Linked DNA regions of Mus musculus: regions 1 and 2 are each linked to region 3. Evidence: chromatin contacts called from public HiChIP or PLAC-seq data. All regions are on one chromosome and are shown on one strand. Each heading gives the region's core, a stretch centred on a gene start, on an enhancer-like site or on the middle of the called end of the contact. The rest is flanking DNA. Distances are from core to core; before and after follow the strand shown.

Region 1 (4,206 bases), core at 1,069-3,568, 79 kb after region 3:
CTTGGAGGGCACTGTCATACCAGAAACAAGGACAACAATGGCTTTGAAAGGGAGGAAGTGTAACTTGGAACAAATTCTTTGTCTAATTTCCTGTTTTCCCTCTTTTCTCTCTTAAAAGAATCTACAATATAACTTAGTAAAACGTAGCATTCATTACTTAGGTGATTTTAAATTAAACTTCATCCATGTGTGACCATAACATTTCAGGCTCAGTCAGCAAGATTATAGGAGTTTAGGTTGTTCTTTCCTTTGGGAAAGACCAGTGTCTCTTGACTTCCAGATACTTATCAATTCTCCCTGTGTTCTCATCAAAGGGAAGCAATAGCAAATAAAAATAACAGGAGCAGATACTGAATATATAAAAAAAAATAAGAAAATGTTCATTAGAAGAACAAAATAGATCTTGCTAACAGTGTTTGTTTGGTCATTTGAATATGCTTGGCCCATGGGAAGTGACACTATTAGGAGGTGTGGCCTTGTTGAAGTAGGTGTGGCCATTGGAGAAAGTGAGTCACTATGAAAGTGGGTGTCAAGTCCTATGCTTAAGCTCCACCCAGGGTGGAAGATAGTCTTCTCCCAGCTGCTTTCAGGTCAAGGTGTAAACTCTGAACTGTCCAGTGCAATGTCTGCCTGGATGCTGCCATGTTTCCTGCCATGATGATAATGGACTGAATCTCTGAAACTGTAAGCCAGCCCCTATTAAATGTTTTCCTTTGTAAGAGTTGTCATCGTCATGGTGTCTCTTCACAGAAATAAAGCCCTTACTAAGGCACATGGGAATTTCAGGTGTTTGGCTAAAGAGAGAAAGCTTCATTTGAAAAAGGAAGAGAAGTATGTCCTGGAATTAAGTGCTCTTCCCTGATTCACATGGCTAACGGCAGAACCAGAGCCAGGACTCTGTCTCCTGATACAGCTACAGGCCCTCCTATGCAAAACAATTTCCCTGGTCTCTTCAGCAAAGCATGGAAAACAGAATTGAACGAAGCCTATTATGCAGGCAAGAAGAAGGTGTTACCTCCATTTTATAGGTAGGAAAACTGAGCACAGACTCCATCTTTGTTAGGGGGATTTATACACCAAGGAACATTTGGCCATATCTGGAGACATTCTTCAATGTTTCAGCTGGCATATTATGGTGTGTTCATGGAATTTTTGAATAGAGGCTCAGGGATGCTGTTGGGCAATATATTGCACACACTATCAGTACAGCAGCCATCTGAGGGTGGATAGACTGTACCACAAAGATTTTCATCAGAAAGTTGTCTGAAAAGCCAAACTCATTATTTATCTTATCATTTGAAAGCTTGTTATCACTTCTGTGTTCCTATAGCCTCATACATAGCCATTTTCCTGCCATCTCCTTGCCAATCTATGTGCCATGACCACAGAAAGCCAGTTTGTCTTTGGGGCTCCAGTCATGCACTCCTGTGCTATATTGATGCCTGTTTTACTTTCTTCAAGTGTCCAGCCAGAGCTAGGCTGCTTCTCCTCATGGTTTCCAGGAGCAGCTGCATCAGGAAGCTTCTGCGTGCAGTGACTCCATTGTGTATGAAATGGAATTCATATATAGTTTGTGTGGTCCTCTGGAAGAGTTTGCAGGCCATATGCATCCCCTGGAATCTATGCATAGAATCTGTGGTCCTCTGGAAGGGTTTGCAGATCATATGCATCTTCTGGAATCCATGCACAGTCTGTGTGGCCCTCCTGAAATGTTTACCCATCTCATGCACCTCTGTTCTAGCGCATCTGTTCAGTGGCAGGGATGAGATGCATTGGAAATGGACACGAAGCTATCAGAGGTTGGGGGCCAGCTCAGGAGAACAACATGGCCATCTAACTGTGAAGTCTGATTTTGGCTGGATTCGTCCAGCTTCAAATATGTCCTTGTTGTAGCTTCCAAATGCATCTTTTCATATCTTAAGAAAAATCTTTAACTGGGAAATAAGAAGATCTGCTCCCTTTACATATACCTTTGTTCTTTACTTAACTTTATGCTGAAATCCCACTGTGTGTTTCCAGTGATCATGTAGGGTCTGTCTATATGATCAGAAAATTGTTTTTCTATGCATCACCATCTTAGCCAGTTCTGGAGGCTCCTTGTTTTAGCTTTATAAATCACTACAGCTGAACAGATTTTGGAAAGACTCACAAAAGCTATTTTGAGGATTAAAGGGGATAACAGGGGTGAAGAGGTTTTCTCAACTATCGAACTTTCTATACTGTGAAGAGTGGCATGGGGAACTAAGGGGAAGTGGAGCTACCACTTCAAATTGCTCAGAGCAGTACCTATCTCCTTTAACACCCAAGGTCATCCCTTCCAGAAAACAAACCAAACCTCAACCACATTATTCTCTATGCAGATTTTATCTCCCTGGTACCAGGCTGTGTAACCGTGATGATCATTTTCCAAATTAGAACTTTAGAGAGAGAGGCTCTTTAGAGCTAATGCCATTTTGAGGCAATTTAAATTGGTGTTATGCCTGGTCAGAGGCAGCCACAGACAGTGTGGGTTAGATTGTCTCCTTTTGCTTTCCTCTGTGCTGCTTTGGATTGGCTTGTGATTTCTGCATTTGGTGGAAGTATGCACAGTGAGTGTGTAAGGCCAGGTTGAAGACTGTGTTATTTTAGAATGAATAAGAGGGAGACAGTTCATATCTTATCACTCCTTCTTCTTGCTTCTCTTCACTGCAACATGTCATGGTTGCTTCTAAGGGGAACTAAAAAGAATTAAAAATTAAGAAAAAAAAGAAGGGTGGCTTCTTTTCCATGTAGAAAACTGATCTGGTATGTGTTGTACAAAGATGACCTCCAGATATTGCCAAAGGCTTTAGGACTAAATTATCTTTTCATCACACCATGCAAATAACATGAGAAAACAAAACTTTTTTATTTTATGCATCTAAATACACATGTTTATTATTTGGGGGTCAGAGGTTGAATGCTCCTTCCCCAGGGCTTCATACATGTTAAGGAGACCCTCTAAGCTTTTACCGCTAAGCTGTGCCTCCAGCCCCAAGCTGTCCTTAGATGTTAGGTTTTGCTTTCATGTTGTAAGACCCAGCACATCTTAAATTTCCATGTAACTCAGTTCTTAATAAAGTCAGAGTCTCTATTTTTAGCACCTAGTCAGAATATACATACTATATCTTTCCTGGCCATGTAATTATGTGTCAACAAAACTGATTTTGTTTGACTCAAAAGATTCACAAAACAAAATTGAAGATAAAATTCTTCCAGGGAGAATTTTTTTTTTAGAAGATGTAAAGGCATTGGCAATATAACGATGTTCTCCATTCAATCTTCCTATGAGATAAATGTGGCCTACCATAACTGAGTAATACTGTGCACCTGGACCAGACTTGATGCTCATTATGTACCAATGATTGTCTGAGTGCGAGGGATACAGTACAGCTTAGGACCAGGTAGTCCTTTAGTTAACTTCCTAACCTGATCCCTGCATTCTTGCAGATGTCTTGGGGTCCCCTACAGTGAGTCATGCGAAAGGGAGAATGCATTCACAGGTGGAGTCGGTGGACCTAGGTTCTGGCAAAAGCTTTATCACTGACAAGCTCTCACCATCCTGTTTTCTTGCTTGTGTAAGTGATGGAAGTGACGACTAGCCGCTCACTTATCTTACAATATTTCCAGGGAGAAACCAACATCCACATCATAAGAGGTAAGGTTCTGCAGTGTGGTCCCGTTGCAAAGAAACTAGGGTTTTACTGAGTGTTTATTTCTTCATACCAGATTCATTTTTGTTATTTGTATACATGTTTTGGGGTGCTGTACACATGAGTACAGATGCTCTTGGGGGCTGGCAGAGGGCATCAGATCCCCTGGAGCTCAGGTTACAGTCACTTGTAGGCTTCCTGATGTAGTGTTGGGAATTGAACTTGGTATATACACTCTATATTGAATCAACTCTCCAGCCTTAGCCATTTATTTCCTTAATGTTTCCACAAGCGTAAACATGGAGAAAAGTCATGTCTGAGGTAGCAATCTGTATCCTGTGTTTGACTGGTTGGTCATCTGATTACAGTCATTAACATTTTTGTTGTGATCATTTCTTAATCTCCAGACAAGAGATTCTTAGATGCTCAGGGGTTGTCAAGATGGCTCAGTGGGTAAAGGCACCTGACACAAAGCCAGACAATCTGAGTTCAATCCCCTGGTCACATACGATGGTCAAGGAGAACTGATCCCCCA
Region 2 (4,268 bases), core at 263-2,762, 72 kb before region 3:
GCTCATGGTACAAAGTATGGAGTTCATTTAACATACCAACTACTGTGTGGTCCAAAGGGTATATACACCAGAAACTAGCATATAAAAGGGATACCTGAGCGCCCACTTTAATTGTGCTATTACTGGCAATGTCTAAGATACAGCGTAGATGACTGTATAAAGAAGACACAACAACAACTACAGCAACAACAACAACACACACGAGTATTATCAGCTCTAAATAAGAATAAATAATGCCCTTTTAGCGACATGAAAGGAAGTGGAGAACTTTATATGAAGTGAAATAAATAAGATTCCAAAAGACAACCACAGTATGCTTTCTCTCATATGTGGAAGTTAACAGGATCCCCAGTGGAGGAGTTAGAGAAAGTGCCCAAGGAGGTGAAGGGGTCTGCAACCCTATAGGAGGAACAACAATATGAACTAACCAGTACCCCCCAGAGCTCATGTCTCTAGCTGCATATGTAGCAGAAGATGGCCTAGTCAGCCATCATCGGGAGGAGAGGCCCCTTGGTCTTGCAAACTTTATATGACCCAGTACAGGGGAACGCCAGGGCCAAGAAGTGGGAGTGGGTGGGTAGGGGAGCTGGGCAGGGGGAGAGTACAGAGAACTTTCAAGATAGCATTTGAAATGTAAATAAAGAAAATATCTAATAATAATAATAATAATAAAAAGACTGGACGCATACCAGTGATTATCAGGCATCAGCAAGGGTGGAAGGGAGGATGTTTGGAGAAAGTGATAGAAAAGGGGAGGTCTGATTTGATCACTGCAATGTTGTATGCATATGCAAAATATTATACTACACTCCATTAATTTGCACAGTTAGTACTTATTAACAATGATAGTAAAAAAGAGGGAGTTGAAGGCAGGGAGAATAGGTAGGATACTACTCTCTGCATTGGTACAAATGTTAGCTTGATGACAGAAGGTTTTGAGCAAAGAAAAAGGAGGAATGAATGAGGAAGATATTATCCAGAAAGATCAACAATTTCATCTGGCTAAACAGATGCTTGAGGAAAGAGTGAAGCAAGCTAGAGATCATTCCGAAGCTCCAGTGTGTGTAATGCCACCAGGCAAAAATGGACATTCCAGCATGTAACAGGTTTGAGGGGAAAATGGAATTCAATTACACAACAGTTGGATCTGAGATGATAGATAGAAAATTGTGTCAATTGGGATTCTTATTTGGAAGAAAATCAAGCTTTGAAGTGGAAGGTGGAGTCACTTGGGAGTTTGGAGGCGATCTGAAGAGCCAGGCTCAACTTCCCACCCTGAGAGAAGCTCTGGGTCATGAGTTTACCCTGGCTGCCTCTGAGGCTTGGACCCTGCAGTATGCACACACCAGACCTCCTGGCACTTGAGACCCCTTTTGCAGTCACTGTCATTGAATGACAAGCTTGAGAGCCTTGCTTCCTTAGAAGGACTAAGGACTTCTGAAACAAGGGACAGGGCCACCCACCCCAGAGGAGCATAGACCACATTGTCACATCTTGTTGCAAGGGCAGCTGAGAAAATGAGCAGAGCAGTCTTTCCTACCTGTGGTTTTGGTTGCTGCAGTTTCTGTCAACCATGGTCTGAGAATGGAATAGAAAGTTTCAGAAACAAAGATTCATACTTCTTGCTTGTCACCCTGAGCACAAATTGCTCATCTCTGAGCCTCCAGGAAAGTGAATACACCCTTTGTCACTGGGCCCATGATGGAGAGAGGGCATGGGGGGAGGAAGTCATTTACATGACTTTTATTACAATATATTGTTACAATAGCTCTATGATTGCTGTTATTACTCTTACTATGCCTAATTTTATAAATTAAATTTGATTATAATCTTAATAGAGTATAAAACAGTGTATAGGACTTAGAACTTTGTGTGACTCAGAGTACACTGTGACATCTTCACTGAGAATGGGGGGGGGGCTTTTAAAATATATTGGAGTAGGATGTGGGTGCTGTCTCCACCAAAACTCATTAGTTTTCAGAAGTCCCCTAACATGAGAAAAAGGATAAAATTTCAGGTAGACAAAAAGATTGATCATGTACTCAGTAGAGTTTAGCAGTTTGGAAGGGAACACAGACTAGAGTCTGGGATTGGTATACTCACTCTTGAAGGGAATTCTTTTCAACTAGAGGGTGTAGTACAGGGGTGTAGATGCTGAAGATGGAAATTTAGAGACAATGGAACTTATGAGGCCGAAGGAGTCAAGGATGAGACAACAGATAAGTTCTTAAGATATTTTCCATGGAGTGGAGAGAGTCCTAAGCCTGGGGAAACATTAGTCTTTTGATTCAGAGCTCAAGGTTGGCCATTTTTTTCCATTCAAAAAAGTCACTGGGTAAGTTGTGGGTTGATTTTGAGGAAGCAATTGTGGGAGGCATGATGAAACCATTTCTAAGCATGACAGAGAATACTCACTGTACAATTGGAAATGATTTTTACTCGTGTTGTAAAATTACTCACCTGCTCTATTTACTGGCCCCTTAAGGAGAGTCTAGTTGTGGAGTATAGTTTAGCAATTGACTTTATGCGTTTCCCTGAATACTCAATGTCTTCCAGCTAGGTCCTTCTGCACATTGAGTGATAGTTGTTATCAATATTTGAAATCTCTGGCTAAGTAGAGACATTCTGTACACTGGCTTCTGCAGACACCTGCTGAGCAGGGAATCACAGGATCACAGCATTGTTGGAGATGCGTTTACAGTGAAATACATGAAGGGGGGCAGGTACATGGAGTTCTTTGGAGTCCACAGAGCCTGGTTTTTCTGTATTCCTTCTTAGTCAGAAAAATTCATTTTAATTTAATTGATGGAAGAATTAGCAGTGTTCTCTGGCATGGAAAAGAAGTGATGCAAGGTCTTCTGACCATATCTGTAGGTGTCTCAGTCACAGACAAAATACAACGGGCTACACATAATTACACAGAATAGAAAGTATTCTCTCACTGTATTCTCAGGGCTTAGAAATTCAGGATCCAGCTATTGGGAGGATTTCTCTCTGGTGATAGAATACCCTCTGTGTATTCCACAGGAATTTGATCTGGCTGGGTCTGAGGTTTGATTAGAGTACCTTGGAGTGTCCCAGTCCACTGTGGCAGCTCCCAACTAGAGACCAGGGTGTGACTTCATCACATTTATGTTCTTGTTGCTACATAACTTCTGGGGCTGTGGTATCACTGAGATATTGGCCAAAGAGACCATTGCCTATTGCTCAGCTTAAAGCCTGGAAGCCATGGTTTGATAGCTGGTATCCATTTCAAGAAAGTCTCAAACAAGACCTTGAGTAGATTCCATACTGCATGAAGTATTATGGGGGAAGAAACGGTGACCATAATAGTATGTTTTCTAGTTTGCTTCTTTGTTGTGAGAAAACAACACCAAAAGCAACTTTGGGAGGGAAGGGTTTATTTCATGTTACACTTCCAAACTAGTCCCTAGCTGAGAAAAGCTCAAGCAGGAACCAAGAGGTAGGAACTGAAGCAGAGACCATGAATATATACTGCATACTGGCATAGCTTCTTCAGCATCCCTTCTTATATAACCCAAACTACAAGCCTATGGACGGTGCTACCCACAGAGGGCTGGATGCTCTCTCACCAATTCTTAATTAAGAAAATGCCCTATAGACCTTACCACAGACAAGTCTGATGGGGGAAATTCGTTAACTGAGATACCCCCTTCCCAGATGACCCTAGTTTTCTATCGAGTTAATGAAAACTAAAGTGTAGTGAGAGATACCAGAGAGGTGAGGGGAAGGCTGGATGGAGAAGGCAGAAAAGTGTCGTGTCTGAATAGAGGGATATCTCCAGAGCTGCTTTGTTGAAATTTTCAACAATCCTGCATTGCTAGGAATCATCTTAACAGCATCCCAACCCCATCAATAAGCGGTCCTTCTCTCTTTTAGATTTCTAAAGTCTAAATATCTCTATTTCTTACAGAACATATTGATTTCCATTTCAGCCATTGCATCTCTAACACTTTTGTGGGGTACTTTATTAAACTGAAAAACACCACATAAATATTAGTTATTTATATATACAGTACATATATTTCTGAGATCCCACAGGTCTCAACCAACTGCAAATTCCAAAGAAAACCTGGTATGAAGAGAATGCTCATGCTCTCTCTAAATTCATATGCCAAGACCATTGAGACCCTAAGCCCAAGGTGTTGGCAGCATTAGGCTTTGTGACAGCCTTCAGAGAAATGATGTATATGTACACGCACACTCATGCACACATACTGGCTAGCTTGTTCACTGTTATGATGTGT
Region 3 (3,919 bases), core at 278-2,777:
GCCATGAATAGAAGAAAGTCAGGATAGTGAGTGCTACTCAGATCCTTTGAGAAAAAGGAAAACCATTCTCTCTCTCTCTCTCTCTGTATCTCTCTGTCTGTCTCTCTCTCACACACACACATATACAGAGAGAGAGAGAGAGAGGGAGAGGGAGAGGGGAGGGGGGGGAGGGGAGGAGGGGGAGGGGGAGGGAGAGAGAGAGAGAACTGAAAGGAAGGAAATTTTTGAGAAAGAGTGAAAATGACTTAGGTTGCCAGTTTGATTCGCAGGTTTTATTAGATTCACCAAACAGTCCTTATCTGAAGTGCTTTCAATCATGTCTTCCAGGTATCATTGGAAATTGAATTTCTTCCCTCCTACTCACCCCACGGTCACAGCTGGAAATAAGCTGTTGCTTGTTGGTAAACTGCTCACCAGCTCCAGAGTGGGTACTGCTCTCCACTAACATGTATGCTGTCATTTGCTAAATGAAGCCAACAGTTTTGCCAAGGGCAAGTCATGTAAAAGCCCATGCCAACAAAGATGGTAGTCACTAGGTCAGGAGGCCTATGTTAGACTTAAATGAATTAAAGTGAAGTGAAATTTGGAAAACTCTGACTTTGGTGGAACCTGCTATTGTTTTTGGGGATTCAAAAACCTCATTGTGGCTGATATATACTGTATTGACAGAGTGGGCTTAAAATATCTGTCAGGGCAGAAACAACTTTCTATACAAGAATTATAAATATCAAGCCAATCTATACAAAAAGTGTGGACAAATAATGTGAGTTTACCAATAAGGAAATGGAGGCACGGAGAAGCTATGTAACTTGCTCAAGTTCACACAGTAAGGAGGAAAAGGAGACATGAGTGCAATTGGTACTCGGTCATTGCTTAAACCTATCCTGTCCTGATTGTCTTTAACATATGACTTACATCGGTTTTTACTTAGTAATACGAGAACCTTGCCCATCATTTTCTCTACTTTTGCCATTGAATCCTTGTAGCTCTATGGGCTTGGAGATTCACATTGTTATTATTACCTCTATTCTCTTGGTATTAAAGCAAAACTTAAAAGCTAACTAGAGCTAGTAAATTGGAAGAACCGAACCGGAAATAAATCTAGGTCTTTCTGACTTAAAACATTCTCCTTGAAACACCACCCACACTGTGATCTCTGACAGATGAGATAAAAATAGCAACCCAGCGAAGAATCATTTGCAGCGTTAGCTTTTCATGTTATCGCTAAACCATCCTTTGAGGGCACCAGTTCTAAGTTGACCCTGTACTATATTTGAAAACACAGCTACCATCCACCTTTTTCTTTTTGACTTTACGAGGAAAGAATTTGATTTCCTCACCAGTGCGAAATGTGACAAGGTGGCCTTGAGGCCTTGAGGTATATTACTGGATGATAATGGGATTTTCTATTTAGGGTAAAGTTGGGGACATACTTTTTAACAAGGGATCCAGTAGCTTACATGTCATAGAGTGACAGGGTAAGAAGATGTGGAAGAGCAAGTAGGAAATACATAGGGCAACCTGCGCTTTGGGTGTGGCAAATTCTTGAGTTCACACAGTAAGGAGGGGCCTGAGACCTGAAAGCAATTGGTACTAGATCATTGCATAACTATATTCTGTCCTGGCTCTAATAACACAGATGACTTGCAATGCTTTTTATTTAGAAACATGAGGACTCTGCCCATCATTTTCCTTACTTTAGGCTATTGAATTCTTGTTGCTCTATGATGCCTCCTTTCCGTTATGCGAACCCTGTTATTCAGCTGTCCTGAGAGGTGAGACAGGAGTGCGCACATCAGAGCCTTGGAGCTCACACAGAGTCCAGAGTGACACTGTTTTCACTGTCTCCCTTGACAGACAGCTGGGGTCCTGCCTGACTAACAGCCGTGGGTGGGTGTAAGCACAGAAAGCTGTGGAAGAAGCCCCTCATCTGGCATCCTCTGGGAGAAGACAACTTCAGAGAGAAGAGGCCTCCGTCCCTCCTCCTTCCCTTGCCCTTAGCGTCCCCCTCCTGAAGGAGAGGGCTAAGTTCTGGTGATTGGGCCAGAGTCACTGTGGAGCAGGGAGGCTAATGAGTGTGGGAGGCTTTTTTGGTTTTGTTTTTTTGTTGTTTTAAATTGGATACATGGAAGATAGTATGGTTTGGATCTTAAATATCTCCCAGAGGGCTTAGGCTACAAGTGTGAGATATGGAGACATTAAGGCTTGTGGAAGAAAGTTATGTCACTAGGGGTATGTTCTTGAAGGAGATACCAGGACCCTGGCATCTTCCTACTTTCATCTTTTCCTGGATATTGTAGTCCTCTGCTATATGTTCCAAACATTATGCAGCATAAACAACTGACCAGAGACTGATACTCTGAAACTGTGGTCCAGAGTCATCTTTTCCTCCTTTTAGTTGATATATATGAAGTATATATCACATGATATATGTACACACATATAACAAAATATAACAAACATAACATATATAATAAAATACATATTTTATATTATGTATATATTTGACACACTGAGATGTGTAAGTAGTCAGAGCTCCCAAACCTGAGGTATGGGGCTCAGGGATAATAAGAACACGTTTTTTTTTTTTGTTTGTTTGTTTTTCTCCTTGCCATTAATGAAAAACCCTGGACATTTAGGCCCTTGTAGAACAAATAGAAGCCCTATCATCCCTTACCTAGATACTGGTAAGTGTTTCAGGAAACTGCCTGTATTTCAAGTGTTTCTCCCAATTTTAATTTTCCATCTGAGACACAGGTGTACATGTCAGGATGCCGGAGGCACACGGCCCCAGAATTCACCTTGTTATCTTCCCTGCCTCACTACAGAGACACACAGAGTCAGGATTTGAAGATGGCCTGGCAATCTTAGCATGAATCATAGCATCAAATGAAAAGCTCTAGTTGGAGCATAAAAATATGATAATTATTGAGACAAACTATGTTAGTATCTAGAGTTAGATGAAATGGATATGGGGTTGAATCATGACGGACCTTGTCCAGACAGGGAAGTATTCCCTTTCCATAGGGGGTGAAGCTTTTCATCACGCTATGGGCCTGATGGTGAGTGGGTAGACTCCTCTCTCTGAGCATGGATGAGCACAGCTTATGTAGGTATAAGTGCTGGATGAGATGGGGCCTTCCCTTGATTTTATTCGGGGGGTGGGGGTCAGCAGTGACACTTCTCATGTGACCTATTCTTACCATCCACGGTAGCTGTGAAGCTGTTGTTAGCTCAGTGCCTTCTAGGTGGGAATGTGGGTCTGGAAGCCTGCCATGCCACTGGGCTTGCCCGCTTTCCTGCACAGTTGCCTCGGCCCATCTTGAGCATGGGAATAAGAAGCTTCATTGTTGAGAACCACAGAACCCTGTTAAATCGCTGCTCACACGCTGTGGGTCACAGCACTTTGAAAAATGTATGTGCTGTCTGCAGACCAGCTTGCTTCCTTCTGTGGCCCCTCTTCTCCAAATGGCAACTGCTCACGAACAATTAAAATGCCAGGGAGCCTTTTCCCCCAAGACTTAAAGCAGCTTTTGACAATCAACACATGGAAAGGCAGAGAAAAATTCCAAGTCTGCTTTTAATAAAATATACTTTTCTCATCAAAATATTTTGATAGCACAGAAAAAGAGATGTATGCTCATTAAAGTTTAACGAGTGTCTCCCCCTGCCATTTCCCATATGAGGATCACGCACCATGACTCATGAAGGGTGGGTGCTGGGCATAGTTAAATAGGGACAAATTTAACTCAAACCCAGTCTCTATCGCCATGGGGATGAATGAAACTCAAGATGTGCCCATTATGATGTAAGAACCTGGCTACTGACCCATGTAGTTTGGTGGATGTAGCTTAGGTTCAGATAGATAGATCTAGTATCATTCCAGGATGTCTAGATTTGCATTAAAAAGGAAGATGGG

Evidence for each region. HiChIP or PLAC-seq counts read pairs in DNA pulled down with a chosen protein or histone mark.
Region 1: a contact with region 3 is called in a BATF HiChIP or PLAC-seq map of CD8 T cells, with 21 read pairs. The contact joins two enhancer-like sites. A contact is called at or near these places in 1 of 15 datasets of contacts at CTCF or cohesin (CD8 T cells), 3 of 484 Hi-C or Micro-C datasets (CD4 T cells, liver and nephron progenitors) and 1 of 115 datasets of contacts at active chromatin or transcription factors (CD8 T cells).
Region 2: a BATF HiChIP or PLAC-seq map of CD8 T cells shows a contact between it and region 3, with 36 read pairs. The contact joins two enhancer-like sites. A contact is called at or near these places in 1 of 15 datasets of contacts at CTCF or cohesin (CD8 T cells), 6 of 484 Hi-C or Micro-C datasets (CD4 T cells, CD8 T cells, cortical neurons and 2 more) and 2 of 115 datasets of contacts at active chromatin or transcription factors (CD8 T cells and Th17 cells).

Annotation. Positions count from the first base shown.
Region 1 is chr13:36,963,508-36,967,713 of GRCm38.p6, forward strand. The region is part of intron 6 of F13a1 (coagulation factor XIII, A1 subunit); the gene reads right to left. It overlaps Gm30489 (a long non-coding RNA gene), which reads left to right. Exons shown (of 6, transcript XR_873245.2): 5 at 3,469-3,676. Among named protein-coding and RNA genes, the nearest start is that of Gm30240, 23 kb to the right of the region's middle. Within about 2 kb of position 2,319, at least 5 of the 459 cell types and tissues checked have an H3K27ac peak or open chromatin away from gene starts, as enhancers often do. A contact at or near this core is called in CD8 T cells, where this site is marked.
Region 2 is chr13:36,812,594-36,816,861 of GRCm38.p6, forward strand. No RefSeq gene overlaps it. Among named protein-coding and RNA genes, the nearest start is that of Gm30489, 9.3 kb to the right of the region's middle. Within about 2 kb of position 1,513, at least 11 of the 459 cell types and tissues checked have an H3K27ac peak or open chromatin away from gene starts, as enhancers often do. A contact at or near this core is called in CD8 T cells and Th17 cells, where this site is marked.
Region 3 is chr13:36,885,009-36,888,927 of GRCm38.p6, forward strand. All of the region lies in intron 13 of F13a1 (coagulation factor XIII, A1 subunit), which reads right to left. All of the region lies in intron 2 of Gm30489 (a long non-coding RNA gene), which reads left to right. Among named protein-coding and RNA genes, the nearest start is that of Gm30489, 63 kb to the left of the region's middle. Within about 2 kb of position 1,528, at least 8 of the 459 cell types and tissues checked have an H3K27ac peak or open chromatin away from gene starts, as enhancers often do. A contact at or near this core is called in CD8 T cells and Th17 cells, where this site is marked.